Regions from separate parts of the Cricetulus griseus genome. Here region 1 is linked to region 2. The links are chromatin contacts, called in public Hi-C maps. All regions are on one chromosome and are shown on one strand. Each heading gives the region's core, a stretch centred on a gene start, on an enhancer-like site or on the middle of the called end of the contact. The rest is flanking DNA. Distances are from core to core; before and after follow the strand shown. Region 1 has its middle 21 kb from the start of Hpse2. Region 2 overlaps Cnnm1 (metal transporter CNNM1).

Region 1 (5,063 bases), core at 1,174-3,673, 96 kb after region 2:
TTTTTAATAAAATGCCTTGTGACTTTTTTAAAGACAAGGTCTGCCTATGTTGCCCAAACTGGCCTTGTACCTTCCTGCCTTTGCTTCCTGAGTGTTGGTTACAGGTGTGGGTCACCACTTCTGGAATTTTTTTACAGTTCTTTTAGACAGGATATTGCTGTGAACCCAGGCAGGCTTCAGACGTGCAATTCTGTTGCCCTAATCTTTCAAATGCTAAAATTATAGGTGTGAGCCTCCATACCCAGCATAGAGTTTATGATGCACTAAAAACAATGCGATAGACAAAGAATCTAATAATGCCAAGCTATCTACTAAAGATGAAGGGATTGATAGCATTAACATCATTTTCATTTTTATTATTTTGTTTTTTGAGACAGGGTTTCTCTGTGTAGCCCTGGCTATCCTGGAACTCACTTTGTAGACCAGGATGGCCTCAAACTCACAGAGATCCACTTTCCTCGGCCTTCCAAGTGCTTAAGCTACCATACCCAACTTAACAACGTTATTTCTGCCTTAAGGCCTTAACAGAACATATACAAAACTAGAGCAGTAATAGTTAGAATAAAATTGGAATTTTGAAGTTCTTAATTTACTCTTCTTTGACATTATGAATTAAATTTTATTTCTTAGAGTTACTGTGTGCTTTAAATTTCTAAAAATTGTTGCAGTGTTTTTATTTATATTTGGTTATACAAATAGTAGGTGGTTTTAATAGAACATTAAAAAATACAGAAAAGAGCCAGGCGGTGGTAGTGCATGCCTTTGATGTCAGGAGTCTCCCTCTGTCACTCTCCACCTTGTTTATTGAGACAGGGACCTTCAACGGAATCCCAAACTCTTCCAGTATAGCTTGTCTAGTTATCAGCTCCCTTTAGGGGCTCCTCTGTTTCTGCCTTCTGGGCACTGTAATTGTGGGTGGATTACTAAACTCAACTGGTATTTGCATGAGTTCTGGGAATCTAAATTCTGTTCTCATGCTTCCATGCTTTCATATATTTTGGGGGTAGAGTGGAAGGGGGGAAAGTAGGATGGCCAGTGCTGGGAATTAAGTTCAGGGCCTTTTGAATTTTAGGCAAATATTTTGGTACTGAGCTACAGCTATATTTTTGTATATTTTAAATGCACATTGTTTTCTGAGGTAGTAAATGTATGTGATTAGTGAACTAGTAGGAGACTGGGTGGTGATGGCAAGTCTTTAATCCCAGCATTCGGGTGGCAGACAGAGGCAGAGTGAGTTTGAGGCCAGCCTGGTCTACAGAGCAAGTCCCGGATTAGCTGAGGCTACACAAAGAAGTCCTGTCTCAGAAAACCAAACCAAACCAAATTAAAAACAAAAACAAACTAATATGTGTATATTTGATTTGTTAAATATGGTATAAAGTTTGGAACCACTCTTGTATCTTATGAGAACTCTTTTTTTTGCCATTTTTATTTTTAATATCATTTTATATTCCAAAATAGCTCTTTTTAAATAGCTCATTTTCCAGCTAAGAAGTCTTCAGAACATTTTTTTTTTAACGTGGTCTTTTTTGATGTAGTTTCTGTTCCTAGAAGGTCTCTACCTTATCACTGTTCTTGATGTGAGCTGTGAAAGTGGGGTAAGATTCTGTTTCTATGCTGTGTGGACATAATATGAGTTATTTAACCTTTCCTTTGTTTATGTGTTTAGATTATTTACAACTTACAAATAATGCTTGGTGGTTATGTGTGTCCATAAGTACTTAACATATCACTATTTCTGTAGAATAATTTTCTAATGGGAATTGGTCAAAATTTATTAAGTGTGAATATGTAGTACCTTAGCTATATTGATAACTTATCTCCTATAAGGATTATATCATTTTATTTGTCTACTAGAAGTTGATAAGGTGTGGCAGTGGTCAAGCACACCTTCAATCCCAGCTTGGGAAGTAGAAGCAGGTGGATCTCTGTAAGTTTGAGCCAGCCAGGTCTACATAATGAGTTCCAAGACAGCCAGGGCTACACAGAAAAAACCCTGCCTTGAAAAAGAAATGAAAAAAAGAAATAGATGAGAAGTGCCTGTTATTATATTCTTGGCCAAAATTAGCTATATTACTGGATATTAATATCTTATTTTACTCTTTTATAATTAAACAGCCAAAAATGAAATCAGTGATTGTTTTATTTTTTCTGTCTTTGATTCTTGATATTCTAATTTGTGCAACTAATTTGTTTTTCATTAATTATTGTTTACCTTGCATATCACATATGTGCCCCTTTATCTGTGGTCTCCATTTCTGTGGTTTCACTTGCTTGTGATTAACCAAATCTGGAAATATTAAGCAGAAAATTCTAGTGGTTAAGTTCCCATTTTAAATCCCATGCTGTTCTGAGTAGCACAGTAAGTTCTAATGGTGTTCCACACAGGGCGGAGTCCCCCTCTGTCCAGCTGCGTGTCTCAGCTGCATGTGTCACTGCCACCCCCTCCTTAGTCACTGGGCTGCCAGATTGGTTGTGGTGTAACAGTGTTAGGTAACCATATTTTACTTTATTAATAGTGGTCTCAAAGTGCAAGTGTATTGATACCCACAATTCAGACAAATCCTGAGATGTTTCCTGTAAGTGAGTAGCTTAACTTAATAAAGGAAGAAAATCATCTGATGATGTTGGTGTGGTTAGAATGAATCTTCTGTACATAAAAAGGAGTAAAAGAGAAACTGAGTCTGCTTTTGTGTCACAAACTGTAAAATTTATTTCTGCAGTGTATTATAAGTGCTCAGTAAGACATCAAATTTATCTGCACACATGTAAAGAAAAGAGCACTGACAGGTCTTAGAACATTTTTCCTTCATAATATGTTCATATTTTTTAAATGATTAAAATTGCTCTGTATCCCTTGAGTGTTATGAGTGTGTGCATGTGTATATTTGGGCTTTATAATATTATAAATACATACATATATAGATTGTCTTTATACTATTTCTACCTCTGGGAGATATCTTGATTTACGTAAATGAGGGTAAAAAACTTCCAACAATGTCATTTTTTGTTTGAAATATTTTCCCTGTAATTAGGTAAAAGCCCACAAGATGGCAGTCATTATCCATCTTCTCCTCCTTGTCCTATTTCAGAATTGACCAGGTAATTTAAAGAATATGACTGGATAATAGAAGAGCATAATTTAATACTTGTATTCTAACTAGGTGTTAGAAATGTAAATGGTTGTATGCAGATATGTCTACTTTATTTTATAATTGCAAATATTTCCCAGTATTATAACAATAATATTTTAATATTTTTTCTGGTATCTAAGTTACTACCTGATATTTAATTCAGTGTACTAGGCTGCTTCCCAAGAACTGAATAACATCCCTGACGCTTGAAAAATGCCTTTAAGTGTTTGTGTCATTGTCACTATTTTAATAACCTCTGTGGAAAATAGAACTCAATATTGTTTCTTGTCTGTTGTTACTAATAGCTGCCTTTTGCCAGCTATGGGATTTTTCAAGACTCTAAGCAAAGCTTTAAAAGAAATAACATTGATTTTTAAAACAACTTCTGGAACACATAAAAGACCATTATAAACATAAGTTGAATGAGGCTATGAATGTTTGAGGGCACCAGAGAAAAGAAGGGGCTAGCAAAAACAACAACAACAAAAGGCTATTTGAGACTAGTGCATGACAGGGATCAGTGTGTTACACAAGTGCCTAATCACGAAATATTACTGCCTCCCCCCACCCCCGTTTCAGCCGAGACAGGGTTTCTCTGTGTAGCCCTGGCTGACCTGGAACTCACTCTGTAGACCAGGCTGACCTCAAACTCAGAGATCTGCTTGTCTCTGCCTCCTGAGTGCTGGGATTAAAGATGTGTGTCACCACCACCTGGCTCCCCTGGGGTTTGTATGCTAACAAAATAATGATACTTAGTGACACATGGAATAGTTCCTGGCTGTAGGGTAAATATAATTTTGTAAAGAGAATGTATAAAATGCAGTGGAGATAGTGTAGTTACTAAATGAGCTGTTTCAGTGATCAATGTTATGTTACACTTTTTGACAAAACTAATGCTGAATTTTGGAGAGACTAGATTCTAGGTTTAGCCGAGTCACTTACTATATGGTTTTTCCCTCTCTGGCTTTACAAGAGTCTCAGATGAAGGACTAAACTAAATTGTTTCTTAGATCTTTTTTAGCTCCAATATTAAATGATTATTTTTTCATGAGTCAGTGGGCTAGAAAAAAAGCACTCTTGCAGAATTTTATCATAGTTTCAAAAGTTGTACATGTGAGAGATAATGAATTATGTTATGAGTGAGATCTATTTCCCAGTTGAGCATTCTATGTTTGTTTCTGTACTATGTGAATGAAGACTCCCTTGCCTGTGGATGTGTGTGTGTGTGTGGCTGGGGGGGGGGAGGACAAGAGTTTCTTTTCAGATAGCTGCTGTGACATCTTGTTAGAGAATTTTGTTATCTGCATTTAGCCCCTTAAGAAAGGATCTCAGAATGGAAAATTCTGAAAGCATAAGACTTGCCCTTGCCCTTGCCCTTAAAGAGGTGTTTCTTGCCAAGTGTTTCTGATGCAGGAGTTGAAAGCCCTTTCTCATTTCCATTTCCGTTGATCGAAAAATTTCAGTTCTGGACCTCCAAGTTTAGCTTAGTTTCTCTAGCCTTCTTAATTGGCATTTGACTAGTTCACATTTATACAAAAGTTGCAAGTTATGTGACATAAGAATTGGTTTGCCTTTATCTTCTAAGGGGGTTTGGTTAAGATTATATCTTAGAAATTATTTCTCTGGTAGAAGAAATAGTTGCATAACTTTACTGGCCAGAGCATCCTGCCTTTTTCTTTTTGTCCCCTCTTGCATTGTTTGTTATTGTGTTAGTGAGTTCTGTTAGTTGATCATTTATGTGTCTCCTCTATCTGTTCACTCATTCGTCCATTTGCCCACTTTGATTAAATTTGTGCTTGAAGCAAATTCAGTAGAGACATGTCTCCTTTGCTTTACTTGGTAATGAATCCCATACCTGCACCCTCCCTCTGTGTGTGTGTGTGTGTGTGTGTGTGTGTGTGTATGTTGGTGGGAAAGTTATGAAGGGTT
Region 2 (5,298 bases), core at 1,417-3,916:
AAACCCAGAGCCAAACAATTGTTACTGTATTAGGGAATGAATAGCCTCTGTGGAGTCTCCGAGAGGAATCTTTGATTGTTCTGGCGTAGCCCACTAACAGTGCCGTTACGCACCTTGCCAGCTGTCTGGCTGTCCTACCCTCCAGAGCTAGCTTACAGCTGGCCCTCTTCCCTGACCTTGCTTCTGGCCTTTGCTGGAAGCATGGCATCTCCACTTCTTCCCAGGTGTCTGCAGAAAGCTGCCAGTGTGAGCAGCAGAGTCTCAGGCAGGTCTGGGTCTGGTCCCCAAGATCCTGAACATTTCTCACAGTCACATGGGTTCAGCAGGCCCTTCTCATTACCCTCTTAACACCCCTCCGTCTCCATTTACACCCAGGCTCAGGTCTTACTTCCCACATCTGCCACTCATTCCTGTAAAATCTGACCTATCTGGCCTCCTAAAGTGAAGTACCCGAAATTTCCTGTAACCTTACTGTGGTGATATTTTGTTCATGATCTAACAAATAAAGCTTGCCTGAAGATCAGAGTGCAGAGCTAGCCACTAGTTAGCCATAGAGGCCAGGCAGTGGTGGCACACACCCTTAATCCCAGAGACAGATGAATCTCTCTGTGAGTTCAAGCCACCCTGGGCTACAGGAGATTGATCCAGTCTAAAAGAGAGGAGCCAGTTCTTGGGAGTCACACGCCTTTAATCTCAGCACTAAGGAGGCATAGACAGGGATCTGGCTGGGCAGAGAGAGGAATATAAGGTGGGAGGAGACAGGAGCTCAGGGCATTCAGTCTGAAGATTCTGTAGAGGTAAGAACTGGTGGTTGGCTGCTCTGCATTTCTGATCATCAGCATTAACCCTGATATCTGACTCCGGGTTTTTATTATTAAGAACAATTAGAATTCCCGCTACACCTTACCCCAGCCCCACACTTGCCTCCAGTGGAGTGCTGCTCCCAGCAGCAGGGCCATATGTGACATGCTTACATCTGTGCACTGTCTAGCACACATCACGGATGAAAACACGTTAGAACTCCGAAATTCCATGGGCAATTAAAGTGGCCACAGTCCAGGAAACACATTTTCATTTTATTTAAAAATTATTTACAATTTATTAAGCCTTCATAAATACTTTATTTAAAATCTTTTTTTAAAATTTATTTTAACCTGAAGAAAATTTGGGGTTTTGGGAGGTGGGGAAAGGGGTGGTGACAGGCTCCTTAGAGGTTCTGCAGTGGGGAAGGTATAATGCAACAGCAGTGGTCTGGGCCTGGTGGCCTAAGGGACAATGAGAGGGAGCTTCCTTTGTCCAGCAGGCTCCCTTGCCAATTCTTGTTCAAAACTCATCACTTACTGGCCTTGGTCTGAGACACCCAGCACTGAATGCCGGCACCATCTATTCTGACCAGGCAGGAGCAGGCAGCAAGTGGTGGCGGTGGGTTAGCTAGAAAACATGCATGGCTGAGCCTCAGGCCAGCCAGGCTAAGCAAGGGCATGTGAAGTCAGTGACACACAGAAGAGGCAGCCCTGGCTCCAGTCTTCCCTCTCAAGGTCTGTAGCCCTCTCGGCAATGCCAACTGTGGTTTGGTAGACGGTGGGCAAGCGTTATGTGGGGTGTAGGTTGAATCATACTGTGTGGTGTGTCAAGGATTTCTGAGGTCCCTGTCTCGGTGGGTGCCAACCTTCCCCCACTGACAAGAATGCCTGACCACTTATAACTAATCTCCATTCTCAAAGTGTCCAGTATTCACTCTGCATTGCAGAAACATCGGGCTGAAAGTTCCACTATTTAAAACTACTAAAACCCTTGTGGGTCTGGGAACTTTGAGAATAGCAAGAAAGCTCCAAGTCTCTGGAACACATACAACACTAAGTTCCAACAGTTTCAAGGGCATCATAGGCCCTCTGAAGTCAAACTACAAACTCCCCTGGGGTAATGGCCCCAGGTTAACAACCCCTGAGTTAAATAAAGTTCCTGTGGGCGAGCACTTTCCTTTGAGACGAAAATAACATAGAGGAATTATCAGCTGTCCATCTGCCTGACTAAGTGGGGGAGGGGAAGAGGTGGCTTGGGAGTGGCTTGGAGATACAGCAGGCAGAACTGCATCTCTGGATACTGGCAGGAGGTATATAAGGGGTGGGAAATAAATCAGAAACTCAAATTCAAACTCCAGCTTGACTTACATTTTCCTTTAGGCTGGCTGTTTCCCAATACCTACATTATTATTCTTCGGATTAGATATGCATGGTCCTTCTGCCATCTTGTGGTTGTGATTGGAATTGCATCTGCCTCAAAGCCCAGGACTAAAACCCCTGTTTTAGTGGTAGGTTTTTGGAATACTTAGCTGACCAGCAAGGGATATAGTAAGAGGCTGGCAGTCTGGGATGGGGGTTGTGAAAAAGAAAAATAGGCGTTAAACATTCCTGTGTCAAGCACATTGAAGTCCCGTGACAGCACGGGGCATCCTTCCTGGCTGACCGGGGCACTCTTTGGTTTTCCATGGCTAAACTCACTGTAACAACTGTTAAGTTTGTTTTCCTGCTTTGATTTTCACTTAAAACCTGAAGTTCCATGTCTGGCTCACAACTTGGTCTCCGTGCTCTCTGACCCTCCTCTTCTGAAGCAGGCTTGTGGAGTGATTAATCACTGGAAGCCCAACCGCACACGCCCTTGGGAGATAGTGACTCAAGGCTCCCTGGCTCACCCCTCCCCAGGCATCGGAGAGAATCCGGGCGCTGACAGCGAGTCCCACACTCTGAAGTTCTGGTAGAAGGATCCGTGTCCATTCCTGGGACTAACCTTCACAGTTTCCCCTCTAGACTCTACACACTTCTCTGCCTGCGTCACCTCCCGAGTTAATGCTAAGCGTGGACTATGGTGGAAAGAGCATCCATTTTGTTCTGGAAGAAAAGGTGGTGAATTCCAGGACATGGGTCTCCTGTGACCCAGGGACACCAAAGAATAAAGAATATCACTGGGAGCCTCAGAGTGGCATTGTCAGTTGGGGTCAAGACCAGTCCTAGCACCTTCCATTACAGGCATCTCCTGTGTCAAACTGGAGGCAACCGGGAAAGCTTGCCAAACTGACTGAGAGGGGTGTGAGGTGGAGGGCAGAATGTTTTGTCACTGGTGGGAGGCCTTGGGGGAAGCAAGTGTTGGGAGGGTGGGTCTTTCCCCAAAGCCTTGGAATCTCACACCCAGCCAATCAGGTTTCCCCTCATCATGTGATCAGAGGTGTTAAATTGGAGTTTTCCTCAGAGGCTCTGTCTCCGTCTGCCGACCTCTTCCTTTTCCGACCACCTGAAACACAGGTTGTCAGCATCAGTCTGTAGCTAGGGAGGATGCTCTCAGTGGGCTGAGGACTCCTCAACCGCATGCGGCAGAGGGCTTTGGACCTCCTGCACCATGGTGCTGACATCGGCACATTTACACCTTGGAGTACTTACCCCAAAGAGGAACCTCTCGGAAAAACCACAGTCCCAGGCACTCGCCTATGACGGGGAGTTCATGGAAGAGACTCGGGTAGGCCCTGAAATGCCTTCTCTCCCTTCTCTGGAGAACCCCACCTCAAGTGACTGCCAGACACCCCCAAAGAGTACTAGTTTCCCAGTCTTTGATGTCCCGTACTGGAGTTCGTTGGTAGAGCTGGGAGCCATTCCTAAGGGCTCAGGTTCAGAACAGCTCCTGCCCACTCTTGCTCAGGTGACAGTGGTTATATAAATGTTCTCAAAGATGAAAGAGACACCTGTTTGCAGCTCTGCAGTTTTTAGAGGAACATTTGCGTCCTCTCTCTGCCATTGACCTCTGTCTAAGGAGGATACTGCTCTTACTGCTCTCTTTTTGAGAACATTTACTCTCTCTCTCTCTCTCTCTCTCTCTCTCTCTCTCTCTCTCTCTCTCTGTGTGTGTGTGTGTGTGTGTGTGTGTGCGCGCGCGCGCGTGCGCGCGCATTTGCACGTGTGTATGTGGTTGTGCCAGTGCCATGATATGCATGTGGAGGTCAGACCACCACTGAGTCAGTTCTCTACTCTCACCATGTGGGCCCTGGGAATCAAACTCAGGTCCTCAGGCTTGGCAGCAAGCACCTTTACCCACCGAGCCATCTCACTGGCCCCTGCTTTCCTTTCTGTGGAGTCTCCTGGACACAGTTTTTCTTCAAAGGATTATGCAGTGAGTATTATGGGTTTTGCAGCCTCTAAGGTCTCTGTCATGACTGTTTAACCGTGCCACTGGGGCCACATAAAACAAAAGGGTCTATGATCCAAAGATCTCTACCTATAAAAAACAGGAGAAAGAAGGAGGTCAGAATTTGACCTCGGGGCATGTCTGCGGACTCCTGGCATCAGATAACCAATGGAAAGGGACAGATTTGAACAGCATCACAGGTGTGGCACTGGCTCAGTCCCTATTGTGGGCCTCCAGAGTTGTGTCTCCTTAGGGTTTGCAAGCCTTTCCCTGGGAGAAGGACCCTAACATGCTCTGCCCCCTACTTGGTAAGGAGCTTTGGTCGGGGAGAGAGATACTCACTCAAGGTTCTTAGCAGCTTCTTGCCCATGGTCTCCTCACAGTCACTGCTGCAGGGGCTGGCCTCTGGCTCCAGGTGGATGTTACAGCATTCCGTCTCTGAAGCTGAAAGGAGAGCAAACTCAGGTCTCCAACCTAAATGCCAGGACCCGGCAGGAGATTCGGAGTGATACCTCTCAGTGAGTGACAGGGTCTAACTGTGTGTGTGACTGTGTGTGTGTGTGTGTGTGTGTGTGTGTGTGTGTGTGTGTGTGTGAGAGAGAGAGAGAGAGAGAGAGAGAGAGAGAGAGAGAGAGAGAGAGAGAGAGAGAGAGAGACTGTGTGTCCTAAAGCGTGTTGTTTATTAGTTACCAAACCGCATTTTTACTGCCAGAAAAGGAACAGAGACAACAAGAGCTGCAATCCAACAGTCTAATCTGAGTTAGAAATAATCCTCTCTCCTCAGATGCCATCTGGCAAGAAAGGAGAACATACTGTGTGCCTTGCCTAGTGTCTGTGCCAGACAAAAAGGACACCTGAGGCCACTTGATGTCACTTTCTTTCACTTGTAGAACGAAGGGCTCAGCAATAACTGGGTATATGCCTTAGCTTCCTAGAATCTCAGAGCCCAAAAAGGGTCCAAGCTAGGAGGCAGGATGCTGTGTTGGAAACTGACCTGCACCCAAAGCCCTGAGGTGGAGTCCATTTCTAACACAGTCATTGGGTGTGGTGAGCTGTTTCCCCTCTGTCAACATCATGGGTCCTCACATATCCCCCTAAGAGGTGGGCTAGATGGTCTCCAGAGTC

What was found. Hi-C and Micro-C count contacts between places; a contact is called where the count stands out from the background.
Region 1: a Hi-C map of the CHO-K1 cell line shows a contact between it and region 2, with 2.6 times the contacts expected there. The contact joins two enhancer-like sites. A contact is called at or near these places in 2 of 8 Hi-C or Micro-C datasets (the CHO-K1 cell line and fibroblasts).

What each region holds. Positions count from the first base shown.
Region 1 is chr3:18,165,113-18,170,175 of CriGri-PICRH-1.0, forward strand. No RefSeq gene overlaps it. Among named protein-coding and RNA genes, the nearest start is that of Hpse2, 21 kb to the right of the region's middle. Within about 2 kb of position 2,424, at least 1 of the 6 cell types and tissues checked has open chromatin away from gene starts, as enhancers often do. A contact at or near this core is called in the CHO-K1 cell line, where this site is marked.
Region 2 is chr3:18,069,200-18,074,497 of CriGri-PICRH-1.0, forward strand. It overlaps Cnnm1 (metal transporter CNNM1), which reads right to left. Exons shown (of 10, transcript XM_035443066.1): 9 at 4,516-4,617; 10 at 3,209-3,288. The coding sequence ends at 3,209. Among named protein-coding and RNA genes, the nearest start is that of Got1, 26 kb to the left of the region's middle. Within about 2 kb of position 2,667, at least 2 of the 6 cell types and tissues checked have open chromatin away from gene starts, as enhancers often do. A contact at or near this core is called in the CHO-K1 cell line, where this site is marked.